2 separate regions of the Columba livia genome follow, and region 1 is linked to region 2. The links are chromatin contacts, called in public Hi-C maps. All regions are on one chromosome and are shown on one strand. Each heading gives the region's core, a stretch centred on a gene start, on an enhancer-like site or on the middle of the called end of the contact. The rest is flanking DNA. Distances are from core to core; before and after follow the strand shown.

Region 1 (5,773 bases), core at 2,274-4,773, 82 kb before region 2:
TCAGGAGAGTATTTTCTGTGTGACACTATAGAGGAAATACTTTTGGGAAAGTATTTCCATGCCATGTATTTACTTTAGCTGGTGGTGTGTTTAAAGTTTTTATAGTGCTACTTCCATAACAAAAACCATAAGGATCTTTTTCGTTAATCAAAATCCCCTGCATGTGACAAGTTGGAGTTACCAGTTTGAAATATGCTATTATCTTCAAAGGAGCATGAGGAACGATACTTTTACAGTCCCTTTCATAAAAGCTTAAAGAAGAAAGCATGATCTTAGAGTATCACATACTTTGCATTTAAAAAATAGTTGAAATAATCTCAAATTCACCATTTGAGCTTCTTAAATATGGTACTAATTTCTGATGTATTCAAGATCATCTCTGCAAAAAAGGAGATCTAATCCTACACCTCATACATAAAAGATCATGACACTAGGTAAATGACTTTGACATTGTTGTGCATTTTGTTTAGAATGCTCAGCTGGAACATGCTGTTTCTGAAAGCCGGCGAGGTCATCCTGTTACAAAGGATTAGAGAGTCCTTAATGTGTTTTCAAACAACAAAATATTACTAAGCACCTGCTTGAATTAAATGTAGTTGTTGGAGTGAAATTTCTTGGATGTGACTGTTCTTAATTCTGTTTCAAACTCTGTCAAAATTACCTCATTTTTTCTGCCTGCTTTTATTTAAGATCTGTTCAGCTTCTGCATAAAATTTCTTACATAAGACATTTCTCAAAAAAAATTAGTCTTGTCTTAGTGTGAATTGTGGCTTTAACTTAGGCTTTGAAAGTAACTTGCATGATTCTCATTTATCTTCTTCCTCTATGCTGTTTCTGAATTGGTTTATATAGTATGAGTTGCTTCTGCATAGTAAGTTTTCCACTGAATAGAGCAATAAAGTAGGGATGGACAAAAGGAAGAAGAAGGATTGAGGTGAGCTGACTAAGTTCTTTGAAAAAGTTGCTCAAGTGCATCAAGTGTTAGCAATACCAAAATGAGTAATGTTTCTAACAAGTGTTGACTTTTATAAACTTTGAAGCGCTATGGGGTTTTGGGAGAGAGTTGATTTAGTGGATCCCTGTAATATGTGTGGTTTTGGTTTGCAGGGTGGATTAAGAGTCCTGCAGACTTTCGAGTTGTTTTCTTTGCCATTCCTATGTTGTGGAAGGTACTAATGCTGAAGAGTTGGACTTAAGATAAATGGTGTGGGACTGGAGAGGAAGCAAGGCTTTCTACCTCCTGTCTCAGTATTCCCCTACAAACTGGTCATGTACAAATCCATTCAATATCGTACGCTGAGCACTCCTGTCCTTGTGTTCTAGGTCCGTCAGTGGTGCTCCCCCAGCCCACTGTGGTGCAGCTCCGGGCTCCTGGGGTGCTTCCTGCCTCCCCACCCGTCATCGCTGTCACCGGAGGGACCACGCCACTTCACAGTCACACGGTGAACGCGTTGCCTGCAGCTGCTGGAAATGGCTCAACAAGCGGCAAAACACCAGTGACTAAGCCCTTGCTTCAAAGCCCCACACCAGCAATGGGACTGGATGTAAGTTCTCACTGTGATGACAGCTGATAACCAAAGCCTGGAGACAGTTTTCGGTTACCTGCATGTGGGATGTAGTGTGAGAACCAGGTCACTTTAGAGGGTCAGGAAGACAGTGCTGTAGTTTGGCTTTTCTAATGGGATTTCTAACAGTAAACAAGGCATTTGGCAGCTTGGTAGGAAATGGGGAGAAACAGCTTGATATCTGGTGGCCTGCCTGGAGCTGCATACCAGGTATGCAAGCATTGTGGCAGAAGACAGTGCTGATATATTTTTTTACTTAGCTTGTAAGCTCTAAATGGCTGGAGCTGTCTTACATACAGGAGGATTTGATATATTTGGTTTTGGATTAGTGCTAAACTGTTTTTCTAATCCATAGAACAAAAGCTCTCCTTTGGAAGTAGATGAATTGGAAATGTCAGCAGTGTGTCTGATTCTTTTTCCACCCCCTTTATCTCTCCCCGGATTTTACTCATGATTTTTAAAAACTTCAGGTGTTGAGTTTCATACGATCCTAATCTATTCAGGCTCCCTTTTGATCTTCTACTGAATGAGTAGAAAAGGGTTAAACTCTCAACAATCACTGCTCAAATAAATAAGTTTTTCCACAGTAGCTCACGATAAGCGGTAGATATAAACAGAAATGGCTTTTGAGATATGTGGGATTTTTTTTCCCCTTCAACTTTGACATCTTAACTAACAATTACATCTTTGACATCTTAACTAACTAATCAATTAACAGCTGGATGTTAATTAATTTAGTTCTTTGTAGTTTGGAGCTGCTTGGGTTGCATTTTGTCATCCAAAGGAAGGCATGGCTGTGGAAAGTACTGAAGCTTCTTATTTGTGGCTTTTAAACTTTCAGGGTATCGTTCTCCCCTGTGGCATTCCAAGCACAGTTGTCATTTGCTGAGGGTCCTACTGCATTTCTCAGTGTGAGGGAGAAAACACTGGTGTCCATTCACATGAAATTTTGCAGTGTAGTCACCTGCCTATTAGCAGTGCACGACACTGTTTCTCAAAGGGATGTGCCTTCTGCCTTCTTTGGAGGGATGTTGTTATGCTGTTTCCTAGTGTCTGAGAATTGCCACTTGTGCTTGATGTTAAATTTTCATCGCTGTTTGTGTTGGTCCGTGGGCTGGATTTTTAAATGAAAAATTATTTACTACAAATAAGTCGCCAGCCAGACTGCAGTGGAAAGCTAATCTTGAATTTGCAAGAAGCCGACAAAGATCTGTCAGTAGACAGACCAGTTAAGGGCTCTGCATTTTTAAATGTTATTTGCCTGCCGTGCAAAGTCAAACTGAAGAGACCTGTTAGCAGTCCTTAGATTTGTGACTCCCTGTCATCAGGACTAGCCTGGCTCCTTGCCATTGTCTGAATATAAGGTTTAATTGACAAAACCCCCTTGGTGTCATCACACTTCATATATACATCTGTGACAGTCAGTAGTCAAGTGTGTAGCTGGGATAAGGAACAGCTGTTTGTTTTGAGCTATGGTGGTGTGAATATTTCCACCTGAAGCTGTTCTAAGGAGGCAGTTTTAAGACTTGATATCAGCCTAAATGCTGCACATCTTACCTGTGTTTATTGAAACATGGAAAAAACAGTTGCAGCTGCTCTTTGGCACATACTGTGTAATAACACTTGGAAAAAAAACAAATGTTTCAGGATACAGCTGGCACCAGCAGGGTTAAAACGTCTTGTGACTGGCCTAGACGCCATGTGTGGTGCTCAGGGCTGCACAGATGTAGCTGTCATTTGAGCTCTGTAACACGTGTTTTTGTTTGCTAATCTAAGCAGGTGTTGCAGGATGAAAAGAAACAATGCATGACTTTCTTTTGGGCTCTAGAGGGATAAAGTGTTAGTTTAACATTCAGCCAGTCCAGTGGATTAGACTGAGATGAGCTGGTGGCAAGCTGTACGCGTGAGCCCTCTGATGTGCTAGTCCTGGTGGCACGCGTTGGCGCGGGGAAGTGCCAGCCTTTCAGTGCCGTCACGCTTCACTCGGAAACCCGTGAAGAACTTTGCATTAGGAAGTTGGACAAAAGAAATGCTGCCTCAGCAAGCTGCTTTTCCTGTTGAAGGAAAGAGGCACTTAACCAAAAAAACAGATTGCCTTTCCTGGTGCAATTAAATGATATGAGAACATAGACAGTAGGTGTGAGAGTGAATCCAGTTTTGTTGTGTTCTTATAGGGCCTTTCTCTCATGTTTCCACTCTGGTGAGAAAGGATTTAATTCTGCCTTCCAATTTTGTTCATAAGAAAATATTGAAAAATTAGAAGAAATTAGATTATGCAAAATTACTTCAACATAAATGTGGATTTCTATTAAAGAATCCTACTTTCTGTGCTGTACATTGCTTGATTTTCAAATTAAATAAACTCAGTCAAGTTGTGTTCTGTTGAATTAAAGACAAGAAAACCCAGATCCTTCATAAGAACAGAGGAAACACTTGCATAGGTTTTGTATTCCTGCGTTTCAGCTGCATCTTCAAAGACAGCAGGTTTCATAAGCTGAAGTAAGAAGCCAGCCAGTGTAACGTTGCAGTGATTTGTACTTTCAGCTCTTTGTTAACTTTCCTGGTATATGTACCAAAAACTTGGTGAAGTGTGAGAAACATTCTTAACACCTTGTGCTAGAAATACAGCTTAAGTTTGAGTGGATGTTAAATTTTGCTCAGAACTGAGTTTTCTTTGGAAGACTAAATTGAGATAGTGTTTATTTGTAAAGTGCATGACTCTTTGTGAAGACTCTGAAAACAAAGGACAGTCTGAATCTAGTAAGTACTGTTTGAAGCCAGGATTTTTAAGGAACCTTTCACTTCTCCATGTTTATATCTTGTGTGTGTGTTGTGTTGTTGGGAGTGTAATTTTTGAAGCTAGGGAGCAAAAGTTGCATCACTGACTAATGTTTGATTTTATTTTTTTTTAAATGCCAGTATTTTCCCTTTATGGTCTGTGTTTACTATCTGGAGTGGTAAATTGATACAATACAACCTACAAAGAGGGACACTGCCAAAGAAGTTAGCACAGATGTTTGTTACACTTAATCTGTGTTCAGCACTTGTGCAAAGCAATGTTCTTCAGGTGGTCTGTCATTATAAATGGGTTCCTCTCACTCTTCTGATTATCAAAATGCTCAAGCAAGGGGTGTGTTTATCTTGATGCCTCATCAGCTGTGTAATGCTTAGTGCTGTGCTGCTTCCAGGTTTAAGCATTGTTGTGCTGTTTCACACACACACACTTCTTTCCGTTTCCTCCATCACATTTAGGTAGGATCAGGTGTGCACTTGTGGCTTATTCACTAAGAAAAGCCAGGCAAGCCCTAGAGGATTGACCAAAGACCTTAAACTGATTTAGGGATTGTCAGTTAAAACAAAGTAACTCAAGGACAGGAATAGTTCTGGGTTTCATTTTAGCAAGCTTCAGAAATGAGTCACAGTGAAACTGGTGTGGCATAGACTGAAATGCACGAAGTACCTTGAATTGGACTGTTGTTCCTTACAGCATTTGGAGAACACTGTAAAGGAGCTCAGTCTACATAAATACCATCTGAAACGTAACCGGTAGTGTCTGAAATGGTGATAGATGTACCTTGGGATGTACTCTTGGTGTACATCGCTGCACTGGTGCTTCAACTCTGTTTTTTCCAGGGAAGCAGGTAGATTTTTCAGGTGTTCCAGACAGTCAGAAGCTGTCCAGTAATGAATAACTCTGACCAGGTCTGCAAACAAGAATGGATGTAAACAATTTGGTCTTCTCTGACTTCATCATGCAAAACTTATTTTTGAAAAGAGGAATGTGACTACTTGTTTGGAATATCATGTAACTCAAGCCACAGCTGCTGCACGAGCTCATTCCTTATTATTTCATCTCTGGACAGTTGAAATGATCCTGGCCCCAAATTACTGTACTCTATACACTGCAGACCTTGGATAGCCTGAATATTTTTTTTTCCAAAGTGTTTATGTGTCTGCAGAAGTTTTCTTATATTAAGTATTGTAGTGCTTAAAAAAATTCAAGACAAAGCTTTGTGTTAATGAGAATATGTTAAAATCTTTTCCTTCTCTACCCTCTGCTAGAGAGGGAAACTGGAGTAAGTACAAACAGCTTCACTTTCACAGACTTTTGTTGGTGTCAGACTAGACATATAATAAATGATCTTTACAGAAAGCAATTAGATCAACGTGGAAACAGCCCAAAATGTTAATGCACTGTAAAATGTTTT
Region 2 (5,290 bases), core at 1,772-4,271:
ATAAACCTTGTGAAACCGCTTGGCTGCAGATCCTTGCAAAATGAGCGGGAAGCCTGGGCCAGTTCCTAGAGGACCAGCTTTCACACCACAGCTGGCTGTGAGCAGCTCCCCAGTGGGAAGAGGCAGCTGGAGCCAAGGGCGCAGCTTGCTCTGCTTCTCTCGCTGGCTGATGGGCTCTGGAGGGGATGGGAGAGAGGTGTGAGCTGCTGGTGGGGGACCTCTGCCTGCCTCCAGCCGAGGCACTTCAGGGGTGGCTCTGCCGCCCTGGAGGGTGTTGTCTTCCCAAACCACAGAGAGCTCATGGCTCCTTATCTAAGGCCAGCTGGGACATCTTTGCTTCTCCTGCAGGCAAGGGACCACCAAACAACTCCGGACTGGGACTTCTTCACTGAAATGATGGATTGTCTGCCTGTGCCTGTTTATCTTCCCTAGCTGCAGGGGAGCTTGGACAAGAAGATGCTAACTGTCTGCAGTCAGACAAGATGAAACACATCCTCAAGCTCCAAATTAATTAGAACAAACCCACAGTGGTGGCCCAGGGAGGAAAGCTGCCCCACAGCATCCTGCACACTGCCTGCCTTCCCACCTGAGCTGGGACCAGCAGTACTGCCCCAAGGTACGTCCCATCACCACCCACACAAGTGCCACCAGCACTCAAACTTCTGCTCTGGGGACTCCCCAGGGCTGGATCAAAGCAGAGACCCGTTGGGGAGGATTTCTACTGCCCTACACAGGTAACACACCGGAAAATTCAGTAGGGTCTGATGCCAGCTGCTAGACCAGCAGCAGTAAGCATCCATGAAAGTCATGAGACAAACACTGTCACATTTGGAAAAAAGGTACATGTTACTAAAGAGATAAAATACCAAATAGTGTAGAAGTGGCAGCATTTAAATCAACAAAACCCATCCTGCCATCAGCCAACTGTGTAACACAGCCTCACACTGACGCATCAGTGGCTTTAGGCCCACAGAACCCAAAATAGCTTTTTGCATGGATCCTCAGAAGTTCTTCTGTGCGATGGGAATGAGATCGGGCAGCTGTGGAGCAGAGCAGATCTGTCCCCCCGGGGACACTTAGCGCTGGACAAAGGGCAGGGAGCAGCCCAGTCCCTCCTGGGCTTCCAGCACAGGCAGCCACAGCAGACCCAGGCAGCACAGGATGAATTGAGTGAATCATCGACTGCAGCTGCTCAAAACAATCCCTTAAGCTGAGCTTGATTTTTATACAATACAGGCAGATATAAAAGTAACTATAGGATTTTTTTTTTTTTTTTTTTTTTTTAGGAAAAAAAAGTTTAGGAAAAAGGTTTTATAGAAAACAATCGGAAAGAAAAGGCTTCCGAAGATCTTCCCCTCCCCAAAGACACCTGAATTCAAGCTACTCTCCTACCTTCAGGTCGCTGCTCTCTGCCTCCCGCAGCTTCTTCAGCCTGAAGTCCCCCTCACAAGGGTTGAGGGCCGAGGGGGGGGCCACGCACGCACACTTGCAGCTGGGTCCTGATGTGATAGTTTCCACCGTGTAAAAGTCCTCTGCTCTGAAAGCGCCTTCGTTAATCCTTTGGCAGGCACCACGGCCCAGGGGTCTGACCAGGCATTTACACCGACAGTCGGAGCCTTCAGACACAGCTTTCACCTTGTCGTAGTCACCTAAGAGCTGAGCACAGAGCACTAGCAGTGAGCAAATTCCTCATCCTTGCTTCCCCAGGAAGGGACAAGGACACCCTGGACCTCAAGGTCCAAACGAGGACAATATGGACACCCTGAACCTTGAAGAAACTGGACAGCTCTTCCAAAATCTGCTGTCCAAGAAGTTTTCTAGAGAGTGCAGAGCTTTATGATCCCTACCTACAAGGGGAATACGAACTGGCTTCTTCCAACAGGGTATTTTTTATTCTACTTCGTGTAAAATGGACCTAGTTGCTTTGAATTTTAAATACAAACTGCACCCTGCTGTTTTCTAGTGTTCTGTGTCCAGTAGACCCACTAGGTCACCTGCTACCCTGAGCAAGATTTCTTTACACAGGTAAACATGGTAAGGGTGCGCTGAAAGGGCGACTGAAAGCCTTAAGCAGTGTAACCTGGTGGTGAAACAGTATTTCTGATTAGGCCCATACAATGCCAGGAATTTCCTTTACGGAGATTTGCAGACAGCACTTCTGAAAGCCCAAGCACAAAAATAACTTTGGCGGTATGTTTCCAATAGTCTCCACGTTAGCCATTTCCGAGGGCAGATAATAGCACACAGTCCAATCAGCCAAATCTAACAGAAACCTCCACCGCATCCCGCTGGCGGGGAAAGAGTCTGGATCCCTCCCCTCAGTACACAAAGAGGCTCCACCAATTCCTCTCCCAAGGAGTTCCCTATTTATTAAGTACCCCCTGGGAAACAATAGGATGGAGTCTGTGAACTACTCCCTGTTGTGCTTCAGTGGGTTCACTGTACCCCCGATAACAAAACTCCCTGCAGTTGCACTCACCCAGCACTGCCAGCGAGTGCACAGCATCTCTCAGCACCATCGAGCATGTACATCCAGTATCACCGAGGGTGTGCACAGCATCCCCCGGCTGGGTACCGCAGCACACAGCAGCACCTCCCGCGGTGCGCACAGCCCTGCGCCGTGGGTACCCAGTACCCTCTGAGTTGTCCAGCATCCCCCGAGGTGCCCCGCATCCCCCGTAGATACCTGGGAGAGGATGTTCTCCTGGTTGTCCGCCTCGTCCTGCAGCGGCTCGGCGGAGGGCCCGGCCGTACCGGTGGGGGGAGACTCTGCCCGGCAGCCGGCGCCCAGCACGGCCAGGCAGAGCAGCAACGGCAACGGCCGAGCCATGGGCGGGCGGCGGAGGGGGCCGGGACCAGGGCCAGGACCAAGGCCGGCGCGGAGCCGCCGCTGATCGCTCAGGTGCGGCGCGGCGGGCGGGGCCGGGCTCCCGCCCCGGTCCTCCCTCCCTTTCTCCGGTCTTCCCTCCCTTTCTCCGGTCTTCCCTCCCTCTCTCCGGTTCTCCCTCCCTCTCTCCGGTCCTCCCTCCGCGGCGGGACGGGCCCCCGGGCGGGGCCGAGAGGGCGGCGGGGCGGGGACGGGGCCGCTCCGGGCGGTGCTTCCCACCCGTGGCGGGGGCTTCCCGCAGCCCACCCCTAGCCTGGCGGGGCGGCGGCGGCCGTGCGTGGGCCTGGTGCTCAAGCTGCCTCCGTGGGAAAGGGAGAGCCCTGTCCCGGGGGGAAGGCTGGGGCCAGGAGGGAGTGGGAGGCTGCAGGGACCTGGGCATCATCTGCTCGAAGCAGGTTGTGATGACCTCCTGCACAAAGGGCTTCTCTGGGGGGGCCACCACCCACCTCGCAGCACATCTTCCCAAAATACCTGTATTGCCTTTCTGCACCAAGCAAACCTGCACATCCCACCCCTGGGGGTTTCCAGGGAGCTGGTGGGGGACAGAAAGCCATCTTTACAGCCTGCCTGGATCATTTCCTATCTCTGGTAACAGCCTGGCTCTCATCCTCTGCATGCTTTGGGTCATGGGGAAGCCATCCTGATAGCACAGCATGGCACACCATGCCTGCAGCTCTCCAGTAACACTGTGTGTGCTGGGGTCACACAAGCAGTTGATGTTTCCAAGACAGGCCCATAGCCATGAGTGCAGACCTCTGCATTCTTACTGAAATTCGGGCTGATGCCTTTGGGAAACAGCCGTGCTCTGGCAGTCCTATATCCTTCTGCATCTCCTGCCAAACGGAAATGTCCTGGACGCACTGTTCCCGGGGAAAGCACAGGCACAGCATCCTCCACTGCGTAGGTGTCTGCACTGTGGTGATGATGTCTGGACCTTGCTAAATTAATGATGAAACCTGAGATTCCCTCACAAACGTACCGATGGCAATCAAACACATGCCAGCACCACACCCCATGTATTGCACAGGCTTCCATTTGCCTAAAAATGTGCCCACAGGTCAGAGAGAGAAACCACAAGCACAGTGGGTAGCACGAGAAGCCACACAAAGCTCTTTGCTGAAGCAAGGCTGTGCACCAGCACAGCACCTCCAGCCCTTAACATGCGTGTGTCCCAAAACCACCTCAAACCTGGTGCCTGCAGCTCTGGGACAAATCACATCTCTAGGGGGGCTCCAGCTCTCACATCCCATGGACAGGCCAGAGCGATGGAGCTGACAGACACAAAGAAAACATCTTGTGTGAGAGAGGAAGTCACTGTGGCACAGGGAAGTTGCTGGCTCCAGGGCCAGGACCACAGGCTTGGTGTGGCATGGCGCTGTGCCCCCACCTCCTCCACCCTCCCTGGGAAGCAAAGCTTGTGGAGAAGGGGGCAGGGATGCATGAGTGCCTGCAGAAAGGCTGAGCAGAACAGAGCGGGAGGGGAAGGAGACAGTGAGGATGGGAGGACAAGGACAGACATCCTTTGGGCAATTGGAGAGCTATAAGAAGGCCAAGCCACTTCTAAAAGCCTCTCCCCCACCAGCCTCCCTCAAGGATAAAACATCCCTTGGGCACCAGTTCCTTCAGCTCTGTTTCCATCGCTCCATGATGACAACAGCTGAGCTTCTGGAACTAGGGGAAGCTGATTGTCTGACTGTCAGCACAGGCTGCCTTGAGGCTGCGAGACTGGGGCTTCTGCAGCCCCAGCTCACGTAGAGCAGGGCTTCCAGGAGACCTTAGCTGGCTCAGGCTGCTGGGCTCCTGTGCAGCCCAGTCACCATCAGGGTTAGCAGCCGAGAGGAGCCCCCAGAGGTCCCAAAACAAGCAGAACCTCTGACTTTTCAAGCCTTTTACTAATGGTCACTTTCAAAGGCTGGAAAAAGAAGGAAAACAAATCAACCATGCTATTTCAGAACAAAAAGGAAGGATTTCACATATTACTGACAGCCTTTGTTGATTTCTTTTCTTTATAAGGGGAAGAAAGCCTTTCTGGTGGTATTTAGCTTGGGTTAAAGACAAGTTTAATCCTGTCCTTTCAGGGCAAAAGGAGATATTGACAGGTAGTTTGGGTTCACTGTGGTCATCTCTGAAGTCTGAACATTCCCCTTTCAAGAAAAAAGAAAAACCAAAACCAACCAACAACCAAAAAAAAAAGCCCAAAAAAACCCACAAAAAACACACGCAAAATCTCCTCACCGAAAAAAGAAAAGAAAACAAACAAAACCACCAAACCCACAAACATGGGAAGACAGTGGAGCAAGCAAGTGTGGCTCTGGCTCTTCTGTCTTGTTGAAAAAGGCTGGCCTGGACCCTGGCCTGAGCAGGAGGCCCCAGTATACCCACACCTGGTCCCATTCTGGGTGA

Evidence for each region. Hi-C and Micro-C count contacts between places; a contact is called where the count stands out from the background.
Region 1: a contact with region 2 is called in a Hi-C map of crop, with 2.7 times the contacts expected there. The contact joins the enhancer-like site here to the promoter of OLFML2B in region 2. A contact is called at or near these places in 2 of 2 Hi-C or Micro-C datasets (crop and liver).

What each region holds. Positions count from the first base shown.
Region 1 is chr8:17,053,526-17,059,298 of bColLiv1.pat.W.v2, reverse strand. It overlaps ATF6 (activating transcription factor 6), which reads left to right. Exons shown (of 16, transcript XM_065072315.1): 7 at 1,324-1,544. Among named protein-coding and RNA genes, the nearest start is that of ATF6, 8.0 kb to the left of the region's middle. Within about 2 kb of position 3,523, at least 1 of the 3 cell types and tissues checked has an H3K27ac peak away from gene starts, as active enhancers do.
Region 2 is chr8:16,971,787-16,977,076 of bColLiv1.pat.W.v2, reverse strand. It overlaps OLFML2B (olfactomedin like 2B), which reads right to left and starts at 3,021. Exons shown (of 8, transcript XM_065072313.1): 1 at 2,687-3,021; 2 at 1,393-1,656. The coding sequence starts at 2,830.